Linked DNA regions of Mus musculus: all the other regions are linked to region 1. A link is a contact called in public HiCAR-type and promoter capture Hi-C data. All regions are on one chromosome and are shown on one strand. The core of a region is the stretch at or near the end of the contact, and the rest is flanking DNA. Distances in the headings are between cores, read along the strand shown.

Region 1 (4,334 bases), core at 1,218-3,717:
ATATACAGAGTAAGTTCCAGGACATCTAGGGCTGTTATGGGGAGAAACTCTGTCTGGAAACAAAAATTTAAAAATCCATTTTTTAAAAAATGCATTTTTATGATAGTTCTTTATGTTGGTAGTGGTACAAATACAGAAAGACAGATTAGTAAAACAAAAAAAAAAAAAAGCTTGACAATAAAATCATCCAAATTTCCCACAACAAACGAAGAAAAAAACCCACTCATAGGTGAATGCTAATATTTAAAAGCCTTCCAGGATAAAGAAAAATGTCCTAATAACCTTTAGGGGAGGAACAGTTTCACAAACAAGGCCCAAAGGCACTAAACAAAAAGTAGTTTACTAAATGTTAAAAACTTCTGCTTAGATGGCCTAGTCGGCCATCATTGGGAAGAGAGGCCCCTTGATCTTGCAAACTTTATATGCCCCAGTACAGGGGAATGCCAGGGCCAAGAAGTGGGAGTAGGTGGGTAGGAGAGCAGGGCAGGTGAGGGGGGGTAATAGGGAACTTTCGGGATAGCATTTGAAATGCAAATAAAGAAAATATCTAATAAAAAAAAATAAAGTGACAAAAAAATCCAAAAAACAAACCTTCTGCTTATCAAATATACTTTTTAAAAATTAAGAATTGAGGCTGAGGAGACTATCAGCAAAGTGCTTGCCATGCAAGCATGAGGGCCTGCATTCACCCCACCACACATGTAAAAAACACTGAGCACAGTGACTCTTCCTCCAAATTCCAAAACCAGAAGGCTGATCGCTGTGACTCACTTGGCCAACCAGACGAGGCTAATCAACACACTCCAGGTCCTAGTGACAGACCCTGCTTCAAAAACAATGGGATGGAAAAGTTATGAGAAATATCACACTACATGCATCCACACACATGTACACACATACCTTCCCGCATGCACATACAGTGAAAAGATGAATCTAAAATGGGTAGAGTATATTTGCAACATGTTCACTGGACAAACGAGTTGTATCTTGAGTGTGAAAGAGCAACACAATTGAAAAGTAAACAAGAAGGATAAAAAGACTTCAAACTAGAAAGGAAATGCCAATAGTGTGAAAGCTGTCCACTGAGTAGTATTACCTTATTAGTAAGCAAGGATACATCAATTTAAAACACATTATAGAATTCCATATTAGCACTACTTAAAGAGTGCTCAGTAGACCTATTATAATCTGCAACCACAAAAAGGTTACACTAGCATGTGAAACAAAGCACTAAATTATACTGTTCAATGCAACAGGCAATACTTTTAATAATGGGCATGCTGGAGATGCCTGTCCCAACACATGGGAGCCTAACCCTGTCTCAAATTGTTTTTGTTTTTTAGCAAAACTTAATCAAGAAAGCAGTGTCTACTTTTATTGTGGAGATGCAGTTTGTAAACTGGATGGTCTAAGTACCATTGTTTTACAAGCACTGGAATAAGGAAGGTTATGAAGCTTATGTTCCTGGCCAGTGGGGAGACAAGACACAATAAATAGAGGAAGGAGAAGGGCTGCAAGGTCAAAGAAGAGGGGGAGTTGATTGCATTTTAAAAGTAAAGATCAATTTCATATGAGAGGTGACGGAGCTCTTACTGTGCAAGCATGAGGGGTGAAATTCAGATTCCTGGCAGCCACATAAAAGCTGGGTAAACACAGTGCAACACCTCCCACCTCCAGGGGCTTCACTGGAGACAGTGGGATCCGCAAGCTCCAGGTCCAGTGACAAACTCTGCCTCTGGAAACAGCCTGGATACTGGCTGGCAGAAGAGAGCCTCCATGGGCACACATACATATGCACTCACACACATGTGAACATGTATACATAGACCAAGTACACATACACATGAAAAAGATCTTATAGTGTATATGGCACTGTGAATTCCTATTAGCCATGTCTAACGTGCTCAGACATGGCTATACAAAACACTACAGAATTAGTCTCCAAATGATAAACACGATAGCCTCTGTAAATTTACTAACTGGAATCGCCTTTATTCATAAACACGCCAAGGTTCAGATATTTACAGATGTAAATCACTTCATATACCACCTTTCCCTTCAGGGCTCGCTTATCAAACTGAACACGCCCGCTATCCCACACACACAACAGAATCTTGCCTTGTACTCCTCACCCCTGACTATAAGTACTGCCAATGTATTTCCGCTCCCATTTCATCCTCAAAATGACCTGCTCCAAGAGAGAACCCTTGCGTTAAGTGTCGCTTTTAAGCACTGATGACCCTCTGGGCTGTGGAGCCCAGAAGATCACGGAAGCATTTCGAGGACCGAGAAGCTGACCGGTGCCTACGAGATTCTGCCATGGATTCCGCTGCAACAGGAAACTTGGCTCTAGATTTACTTTCCACGCAAGAACACTGCTCCTCTTACCTCTACGGAGGCACCTTACGGCCGCCGCCATGTTGACTGTTCCGGATTGTGCTGACGAAGTGGGTCCCGGGTTTCAACTGCACGGAAATGCGAAAAAGGGTTCCGCGCGGAAGCTGGCAAAGGGGGAAGGAGTTGGTAGGAGCAGAAGAGCAGGGCGGGGACGACCTGGCTTCAGTGCCCTCGTGGCGAGGTTCCTGTCGGTTCCCTGTCTGAGACTGCCTTTCGTGGCTCGGGTTCAAAGGTTTATCAACCTTCGGGGCGGGGGTGGGGAATGGCTTTGTTGAAAACTCTGTAATTAATTATTCATTCCTTCTTATTTTTAATTTTGGACCCTGCAGATGTACTCCGAACGGTCATTTAAATAGAGGGAACCTGGTTCTCTGACTAAAGTCTTGAGAAAGCTGAAGTGTCCCCAGCTTCCTTCGCTATACTCTTGGCCTTCTTAAGATTCGGTTTTTCTTTAAATGAATATTGCTAGGCGACCGTGCGCGGAGCTAGCGTGTGCGCGCCTCTGAGTTCAATCTTCTTCATAGCAAAGAGAAAACAGAATCCATCAAACTTCGCCTCCACCCAAGGCGGGCCAGGAGGTCCCACTCTCTCACCCCCTTCCACCCCCCTTTGAGCAAACCTTAATCTTTCATCCGTCTGCTTTTTGGTTTCCGGCTGCTGGCAAGCTGTGCTGATCAGACCTAAGGAGCAGTACACTGCTTGGAGTTTTCGAAACACGTCTAGGGTTTTGTTTTGGTTTTTGGAGTTTGTCTGTTTTTGTTTTTGTTCTACGTAGCCAATTAGAGACCAGTGCACAGGTTATTCTGACCCCTTCCTACCCCCTACCCCCCCCCCCCCCAAAAAAAAAACATCCGTTATGTCTCAGCTGCCCGTGTGGTTTCTCTAAACCAAGTCTGGTCAGGAATTAATTCATAAGAATAAACTCCTCCAGTAATTGGCCATTTCCAAAGGCTCACTTACGGGCCTCTGCCTACCTCCTCAACCAACAACCTTCCTAACACACATGCGAGTGTACACATAACACACACACACAAAGAGAGGGAGGGAGGGAGGGATGAAGGGAGGGCAGAAGACACATTTCTCACCTCTGTGACATTTTTCCTCTCTGGCTTTTGTTTGAATTATTATGCAACACATTAACAGTATTTTTTCCCCTTAAGATTTAAATTCAGACTCTGCTCATTGTTGGCAGTCTCCTTTCATACTTCCAGGACTGAATTATGGCCACTTCTTCCTGGTTTTATGTAATAAACAGAATTAGTAATTTTTTTATTTATTTGAAACAATTCTGAGACCTATTATTCTATATAATACAATTTACCAACCTAAGTGTACAATTTAGTGGGGGGTTGAGCACACAGAGCTGTGCAGCTGTCACAATGTATCTCCCCATCTCTTTGAGCTCTTTGTGGGCAGCAATCATGTCGTTCATTTTTGTAACCTCAGCACATACTACACACAGCGTCAGACCGGAAGGAAGGTCTGCAGTAAACGTTGAAAAAAAAAAAAAAATGAATCCATGCTTATATGAATTAGTGACTTGATAAGAATTTCAAGCCTGCAAAACTTGGCTTCCTGAAGCTACTCACAGAAGATGGACCTCATCAAAGCTGGAATTTTCCAGAAGCTTTATTTTTATATTTATACCTAGTAGCCATCTAAATGAATAAGATTGTTACTTATAGACTGTTCTTGTTAACATGTAAGCAGTTACTTCAAAAGCTCTGCGACTGTTTAAAAAAAAGTAAAGAAAACCTTAGAACTTGACTCTACTTTGATAACTTTGTTTCTGCTTGTCCTCTTTTCCTTCTATGCTCTTTTCACACATACCTGAGCAACTACTAAGTACCAAACCTTGTGCTTAGATGCATAGATAAGAGGGAGCTGGAAAACTGGCAGTCACCTCATGATACTTAAAGTTAACTCCGTCTAAGAAT
Region 2 (4,334 bases), core at 1,102-3,601, 3.2 Mb after region 1:
TAACAGACGTTCTTCTTTATATATACCTATTTCTAGCAATGCCCAGCAATGTAGCAAAAATAAATAAAAATAAAAAACCTTTGAAAATAATGAGCTAAATATGAGGGAAGCAAGAAGGTATCCCTTATATAAGATGTAGAACCTTCCACCTAACCATCCCCTTACCCTAGGACAAGCAAGAGGACACCAAACCACTTGGGTATCCACACATCAAAACAATTGTAGACCTAGTAATTCAACCCTTAATTGAAGGTGAATGGTGTCAAAACCTTTGGCATCGGTCCCTCCCCTTTCTCTCCTCTTAAAGTACAGCAAGTCACGGTCCCATTCTGCCTCTTGGTCACTTGTACAACTCAACATATGTACTTGTGCAAGGCACCAAAGAGGGATTCTCCTGACTTGCCCATCTGAGGTTTCCATTTGGACTCTGCCTCCCACACTTGTGAATCTCACTGAGAGACTCAACACCAGTAAATAAATACAAGCACGAGCTGAAGTTTCATATAAAAACATTTGTTTCAATAACTACTTTAAGGCGTCAAAGTTATATGGAGTGGGAACAGCTCCTCCATGCCAACCCACTACTAGGTTTCAATTCTAGAAACTGCCCCAAATAGACAGAAACAGTCCTTCTTTCTGACCTAGATAATTTAAAGCCAAGGAGTCCAAGTCCTTCATGGAAAAGTACCAGGGTTCTGTTGGGATTTAAATGAAACACTGCTGGTGTGGCCTATCTGACAGACTGTCAACTGATCAGTGGCAGTGACAGAGGGCTTGCCTAGCACAAATGAGTACCTGAGTTTGATCCCCCAATGCTGGGGTAGGGGGATGGAGGGTGACCATACCAAAACATTGTTGACAGTTGCAGGACCAACATACTCGAGATATTCTTAGTGAAAAATCTGGAACTGTAAAGTGAAGTAAAAGGAGAGGAGAAAATAGAGAATTTATCGCTAGAAACGTGGCAGTCATGGGAGGCTGCAGAGACACAGACATTTGGGGTGGCTGTTAGGGAAGGTGGGGAGGGAAGGCTGCAACGAGGCTGTGCAGAAGACAAAGGGGCTTGAGGCTACAAGAGATAGGTACTGTTGACAGTATGCAAATCAACTCAAGATAAAGAAGAAAGAGAGTCACCCAGACCAGACAGAAATGTAGGGCTTTATGGATGAAGTGTGCTGCTGTGGCTTAACTCTTCCCTCTTCAAAGGGGGCTAAAGAAAAACTTGAATCAGGGTGGACTCAGCAGCCCTTCAACAGACCAAGAGAGTCTAGCGTCCCCTTTCCTGGGGTGGAATCAAATCCTCGTCGCGATTTCAACATTTTAAATGTGTGGAGGAAAACTTGCATTCTCAAAGCAAAGACTTCACAAAGAAGTCAACATGAAACAGATGGAGCGAATCTCTTCTCTTCACAAATCTTAGACTAAATTAAAAAAAAATAACTCTGGGTATCAAATACCTTAGCTAAGGAGATAATTCCTCTGGATTTTGGCTTCCTAGGAAATGACCTCTCTGATAGCGAATCCTCCCCCAACACCTCTGGCACTGAGCATTGTAATATAAGACAATGATGCCGGAAAATGAAAGGCAAAACCCAACCTTCGTCTGTAGCTTTCAGAGTGATTTCGCTCTCAGTACAGACTTAGGCAGGTGTGTCTGAACTCCTTGAAGAGAATGTCCTGGGAGCCGCCTTCTCAGTATCTTGTTATCGACAAACTAAAAGAGATTTGGTTTGGATCTCGGTGGGTTTTTTTTTTCCGGATCCCGCCGGATTCTGCAATTGGGAACCCCGAGCCCCTCCCCAGACCGAGCTAATAAAGAGAAACAGCGGGGAGCCAATCTATTGGACCCTGACCCGTGAAGACTCTAGCTGTAACTCGTGCCGCGGGGAGAGAGGGACCTAGTCGACCTCCCTCTGCTTTAGTTTCTAGCCTGGCGGGCACTCTGAGGGACAGCCAGTCGCCTACCTGCCTGACATCTCCCAGGCCTCGGGGTAGCTGCGCGCCCGGGAGAGCTGTTCCCCTCCGGCTCAGTTCGCCCTCGGCCTCACCTCCCACGCTGCCCGCGACTGTGACCAGCCTGACTCACCCCGGACGGGTGGCGGGGGTTGGGGGATACTTCAGAAGGCGGAGGTACTGGAGGCGGGCTGAGCCCTTCCCCCAGAGCCCAGGAGGAGGCGTAGCCAGAGCGCAGGTGAAACCGACTCCGACCTATCCCGGGAACTTTCGCTGCGGGGACTCGCTGCGACAGGCCAGCGTCGTTCAGGGGCGGCCCAGGAGCCGCCCCCTGCCACCAGGGTTGCGCGCGGGGACTCTGCCTGGGCACCCGCCCCTAGGGACCCTCGGCCCTCCTGGAGCGCCCTGGGGATGCGGGCGGCGCCGGCCTCCGCGGCTGATGGAGGCGGGTGGCGCCACCCTGGGCGCAGGTGACACTCTCCAGGCCTGGGTTTCGGTCGAAGGGGAAGTGCGCTGGGAGCTCGAGACGCAGCCGCCCCAGGGACTAAGGACCCAGCAGCGATGGCCGGAGAGCTGAGCCAGGAGGCACTGCTGGACTTTCTGTGCCAGGCCGGGGGCCGAGTGCGTAACGCAGAGCTGCTGAGCCACTTCAAGAGCTTCCTGCGCGACCCTCACGTGTCTCCAGGCCAGCTGCAGGAGCGTCGCGAGCGCTTCAAGGGCTTCGTGAACTCGGTGGCCGCAGTGCGCCAGGACCCCGACGGCACCAAGTACGTGGTGCTCAAGAGGAGGTACAGGGACCTACTGGGGGAGGAGGGCCTGCAGCGACCGGGCCCTGTAGATGGAAAGCCGCGGGGCCACCGCCGCCGTGACCCGGAGCCGCAGAAGCCGCCGGCAGGTGCGGGGACCCAGGTGGACGTAGGTGGCAGCGCGCAGAAGGTGGCCGGGCCAGACCCCAGCCCGGAGGACAGCCCGAACCAGAGGACACCGGAGCCAGAGGCTGCTCAAGCCAGAGGCAGGTGTGCGGCTGTGGGGACGCGAGGACGCTGCTGCTGGGAGTGCCAGCAGAACGGCTGGGGACAGTCCACCGGACAGCCGCTGCCAGAAGATCTCGGAGACCCTGCAGTCGCCTGCGAGAAGCCGGAGCGCGCTGCACCTGCCCGGGATGACCTCGGAGCTCCGGGGTGGCTGAGGGAAGGAGAGGCCGCCGAGCACGCGCCTGGATCTGTACCGCCTGTCTGGCCTCCGACCGCCGTCGAGGCTGCTGGCAGCCCGACGTCCCCGCCTGCTCTCCCGCCCCACCCGGCGCCCTCCAGAGAGCCACTGGAGCTGTTTACCGCCGGCTCCCCGAACCATTCAACCCAGCAGCTGCAGCAACAGCACCAGCGCACTCAAGAGTGGGTAGCCAGATACCTGCAGGTGCCTGAGCCCGAGATCCAGGCGCCCACTCGCGCCTGGTCGGTGTTGCCAGACAACTTCCTCCAGCTACCTTCAGAAACCGCCTTTGGGGTCTCGGAGACCAGCTCGGCGCTGCCAGAGCCCGCTCTGTCTTTTCATTCTCTCCTTCCCGTGGTTCTCGATGAGTCCTCAGAATCCTGGCCAGGGAACGCTCCATCTACCGTCTTTCGAAGCATTCGTTGTCAGCTGTCCCTCCAGGATCTGAATGACTTTGTGGAGCAAGAGAGCCATGGAAGTGAGGAGAGCAGCAGTGGACCCAAAGAATCTCCCGGAACCCCCGAAGAGGGGCTGCAACCTGTCTTGAGAACTTCCTCCTGGGGGGAGCTCAGGGATCCAGTTGAGGATCTGTTTTTGCCACCAAACGACAGCCCTTGCCTGATCCGGCGGGACCTCGGATATAGAGGGAATGCGCCCAGTTTTCGGAAGGTCCCAACAGTGGCTAAAAGCCTTGGAGACCACCCCCAAGAGCCCTTCCCTGCCCTCAAGTTCCGAAGGTCTGTCAGGAGGAGCTCTCGAACAGGAAGAACCAAATCTCCTTCTTCCTCAGACGAGGAGCATCCTGATGAGGACTTGTGGAAAAGGAGTCGGCGCCCACCTCGGTCCAGGAAACCTTCCAAGGCAGGAGCCCTGCCCAGCCCAAGGGTGGATGCTGTTTTGGTACAGAAATTGGCAGATGCTAATGCTGTGGCCAGTCAGCCACACTCTTCATGGATCCCAAGCAGGGATGGATCTGCAGCCTTGATACCCCACAGACCTTCTGAGCACAGGTCCCCCCTTGTCCCTCTAGACACCAGGGAGCATGAGTGGATTGTGAGGCTTGCCAGTGGTTCCTGGCTTCACGTGCTGACTTTGTTCTGGGAGGACCCCCAGCTGGCTTTGCACAGAGACTTCCTGACTGGGTACACAGCCTTGCACTGGATAGCAAA
Region 3 (4,334 bases), core at 1,235-3,734, 3.0 Mb after region 1:
ACAGGTCTACGGAGGAAGGAACTCACATGGCTTTGGGCTGGGGTGGGCACAGCACTGGCAGGTGATTCGGGAAGGATGCTAGGTTTATTTTCAAGGTGATGAAAATGTTCTGAAATGGATTGTGATGATGAGTGCTCAGCGAGGTGAACCACATGCTTTAAATGGATAGTTTACGTGTCAATAAAGCTGCTACTGGGAAAAATGGGAAAAGAGTCATCTAGTATCTCCATGCGTAACCTCCTTTGAGGTTATTTCTGCATCCAGCAGGACTTACATTCTTATGGCTTTTGATGACTATTTTGCCAAGTTGTTTGATATAAGAGTTAAGCCAATGAAACATAACCAGGAGTATTTAAGAGCTCTCACTTAATTATAAACTTTTTTTTTGAAGTTCATGAATGCTAGTGGCCATTTAATCCACGGTAAGATATGGAGATATACACGTAACACCAGGCAGCTGAGAAACCACTTTCTGTTGCTTTATCTTTTACCTCTTATGAACAATGCTTCTGTGACCATCCACATAGAACTTCTTTTTAAGAATGCATATTTTATTTTTAATTATGTGTATATATGTGCATGGGAGCTATGCACCTGCGTACTGCAGGTCCCGATGGAGTTCAGAAGAGGGGATCAGATGACTAGGAGTGAATCACTGTGAGCCACTGTAACTTGGGTCTTGTACTTGCCCTTAACTAATGAATCATCTATCCAGCTCCCATATATATGAATTCACACACACACACACATACACACGGCCACTACTGCTGTGCTACACTCTTACCCAGTCTTCCTTGAAGAAATGAGAGGCAGAAACGATTCCACGGTGTCACAATAGTTGTGCCACGATAAGTTATGCAGAAAGGCCATACTCTTGAGACTTTTATCCAGGAAAAAAAAATGTTGGTCATATTAAAAAAAAAAAAAAGAACGTGTAACAATACAGAAAAAGACTAGATGGGGGTGGGAAATGCAGGCACACGTAGAACCTACTTAAAACCCTCCAGTGCTTCCTGAGCCCCGCTGTGCCCTATAGAATCCTCTCTGACCTCAGCTTTCTGCCCCTTGAGTCTCAGAGGCAATGTAAGCTTCAGTGCTTTCCATATGTTGCTTCCTGTGCCTATATTTTTCTTTGCCCAGTGGTTTCAAGACTCATCTTAAATGTCACTTCCTCAGAGAAACCTTTACTGAGAGCCCAGAGCAGGTTAAAGGCGTTTCCACACTGGTCTGAAATTTTCCATCTTAATCCTTCTGCTACTGACACTTGTTTATGAGGTCAGAAATCAAATACTGAGAGCCTTTCACATACAGAAATGCAGTATAAAACAAACTATACAAGATCCAGGCCATCCATGAGTTCATATGGGGAGGGGATGGCTATAGAGTAAAACAGTCTTTTGGGTAATTTCATACAGTGATCAATGGGTATCTCTGTGCCTGAGTTGCAAACTCCTTGAAGACAGGAGCCTTTTGTTTTCAAGCTAATTCCAGTTCTGTAAAAACCTGATCGGGTTTTTTTTTTGTTTTTGTTTTTGTTTTTTTCCAGTGATGTAAAATGAATGCTTGACTAGGTAAATGGTTAAGTTCCAGGTCTCCCCTTCTTCCCAAAGCTATCTGCATTCTTTTCATAAGTAGAACCATTGTAAGATTTGCAAAATTTACCAACTGGAGTAAAAAGTACTCAAGTAAATAAAACACATTTAGTTCACATTCGTTAAGGACCTAGTTAGTGATAAACAGGACCCTGAAATACTAGACATACTGGCTCATGACTAGAATTCCATTGGCGCACAGCCAAGCCGTCAGTAGTCTAATCCACTGTTTTTACAAGTAGCCTTAAGCACGCAGGATATGATCCCCTTAATTTTCTTAATTCTAAAGTGCTTCAGTCTCCCATCACCCACAGGATGGTTAAAAAGATGCATGTCCTTACTCACTAATAGGAACGGGACAACATAATTTTGCGTAAGGTCAACAAAGAATGTGATCTTTACACAAAAGATCTCCATCCACGTCTAATAAATTCGTTCAGGAGGGCTAAGGACAAGTTGGGCTGGGAAACACTGGGAGACTCTAGGTTGGGCGCAGGCGCTCACCCAGAAACCCTTCCCTGAGGCTAGGCTCCTTTCTTTCCAGAGGCGCATGCGCAGCACACTCTCCGGCCACTGCACGCCTCCTCGGCTAACAAGCCTCTTACGTCACCGAACAGGCGGCGGGGGTTCTTCCGCGCGCCCGAGGAAAAAGAGTCCGCGCACCTTTCCTTCTCTTTGTGCACACAAAATGCACTTTCCCTTTTCATCCCAGTCCCAGCGCCTTCCCCAGGTCGTCTCCGGAAGCTCGTCTTTGTTCAAACTCTCCTGTGCGTCCATAAGACACGGAAGTTCGTCTTTGTTCAAACTCTCCTATGCGTCCGTGGGACACCGGAGGTGGCCAGGAAGAGACGAGAACACTGGCGTTGTTTACAGACACGCGCGGCCGAAATCAGTCCGCGAGGGCGGGGCTAGGCGGCCGGCGCTTTTTCGTACGCTCCTCCCTCCCCAGCCTTCCCCCGCGAGCGGACGCGCCAGCGCCTCTGTCTCGCTTTTTCTTATTTTCTCCCCCTTTCCCCTTCCTTTTCTTTTCTTTTTTCCCCTTCCCCCCTTCCACCATTTCCCCTCGGAGGCGTTTCCCTCGGGCAGGGGCAGAGCCGGCCTCACCCCGCGCCTCTCCCCGGCCCCCGCCGCCCTATGGCGAGAGGGCGCCCCCTCCTCACCCGGGCACCAGCGGCGGCGGTCGGAGGAGCGGGACCGGCGGCGGCGGCCTCGGGCCCAGGGTCATCATGGAACTAGTTCGCTGAGTGACCCCTCGGCCGCAGCCGTGCGTCCCGCCCGAGTACCCGCGCCCGCCGGCCCGGTTTGCCCTCTTCTCCCTCCTCAGACGGCCCGGCCCTGGTCCCGCGCGCCCCGCTGCCGCGCGCCGAGGATCATGAGGTGGTAACGGGCCCCCGGATGACCCCGCGTCACCACTGTGAGGCCTACAGCTCTGCCGGGGAGGAGGAGGAGGAGGAAGAGGAGGAGAAGAAGAAGGTGAGGGCGGGGGCGCGGCGCGGTCGCCGTGCGCGCCGCTGGAGTGGGAGCTCGCGGGGGCGCGCGCCGCTCCCCCGAGGACCGGTCCCCTCGGCGAACCTTTCCTGGGCACCTCGGGGACCCCCTCGCCGTCTCTGGCAGCGCTGCGTGGGTTTCCTTTGAGCCCGGCCTTTTTTTCTTTTTTTTTTTTTTTTTTGGTCCCCAAGTAACTTGTAGCCACAGCCCGTCACCGACTGGGGTGCCAGTTCCAGGCTCCGCGAGCCAGTGCTAATAAAGAAGGTGACACACCCCCACCCACAGAAGCCACCGATCCCTCGTGACCACCGAACATAATTTACCGGGCAGAGTATTGTGAATGTCAAGCCAATAGTTATCTTCCTCTGCCCTACCCCCCCCCCCCCCCGCCACCCACACACCGCGCGCGGGAGTGTAACGTCGTCTAGGGCTTGGGCCGGTGGAGGAAACTAGAGAGGTGAGGGAACTGAGTTGCATCATAAAGGACAGAAAAATGCCGAATTTTGCAAGAGCTAAATGCTCTCTGCAGAGTTAGCCTGCTCCACCGCAGGTCATTTAGGCAGAAGTTGAACATTGTGTAGTAAATTCGTGGAAAGTGTGAGGTAAATAGATCAACGAGGTAAATGGATCAACTGAAGGTCTTAGAATAGCAAAGTAAAATACTTACGTTTCACTTTGTCAGTGAAGAGCCATTGAGTGTTTGAACAGCAGCCTGGTAAACCTAGAAACTTTCTGGACAGCTAGGGATGGAGACATACACACACATACATATATGTATGTACCCTGTCTTAAAAGGGGTTAAAAAAAGGGTTAGGTTAAAAGCCAAGAGTATTTGTTTATTCTGGTCAAGTAATTCTTAAAAATTAAGAGTATTCAACCTACCTGTGTGTTTGTTCATCTTTTAAATGGATTTAGTAATTCCACCATCATAGGGTTAAACAAGGATTACTTAGAGTAATATGAACAATAGCTAGCCAAGTAGTAGCAAAGCATTGAGGGCTATTGATAAGCACCTGACAAGGGTAAGCTGTGATTTGGGGGGCAGGGAGGTACAGTGCTAAAGTTTGGAAACTGTTAGTGGTAAAGATACTCATGATTAGTTGAGAAAGCAGGTCTAGCAATGGTCATGACAGTAATTACATACAAAGGCAGGATTATGTCCAAGTATGGATACAGAAAGGCAGGGTAGTGTGTTTCTGCACAATTCTAGACGGTGATGTGGGATCGCCTATGACCCGGTATTGCTGGTTCATA

The links. Promoter capture Hi-C pulls out the DNA fragments that hold promoters and counts their contacts. HiCAR-type assays count read pairs that join an accessible place to other places.
Region 2: a contact with region 1 is called in a promoter capture Hi-C map of liver, with 3 times the contacts expected there. The contact joins the promoter of Sowahb here to the promoter of Mrpl1 in region 1. A contact is called at or near these places in 2 of 39 promoter capture datasets (frontonasal cranial neural crest and liver).
Region 3: a HiCAR-type map of astrocytes shows a contact between it and region 1, with 5 times the contacts expected there. The contact joins the promoter of Ccni here to the promoter of Mrpl1 in region 1. A contact is called at or near these places in 9 of 39 promoter capture datasets (the 3T3-L1 cell line, 3T3-L1-derived adipocytes, the SN4741 cell line and 6 more) and 1 of 115 datasets of contacts at active chromatin or transcription factors (astrocytes).

The regions. Positions count from the first base shown.
Region 1 is chr5:96,208,248-96,212,581 of GRCm38.p6, reverse strand. Mrpl1 (mitochondrial ribosomal protein L1) reads right to left here and starts at 2,467. Exons shown (of 9, transcript NM_053158.3): 1 at 2,389-2,467. The coding sequence starts at 2,419.
Region 2 is chr5:93,043,039-93,047,372 of GRCm38.p6, reverse strand. It overlaps Sowahb (sosondowah ankyrin repeat domain family member B), which reads left to right and starts at 2,351. Exons shown (of 1, transcript NM_175270.4): 1 at 2,351-4,334. The coding sequence starts at 2,515.
Region 3 is chr5:93,204,645-93,208,978 of GRCm38.p6, reverse strand. Ccni (cyclin I) reads left to right here and starts at 2,484. Exons shown (of 7, transcript NM_017367.3): 1 at 2,484-3,065. It overlaps 2010109A12Rik (RIKEN cDNA 2010109A12 gene), which reads right to left and starts at 2,461. Exons shown (of 3, transcript NM_029363.1): 1 at 2,256-2,461; 2 at 785-880. The coding sequence starts at 2,299.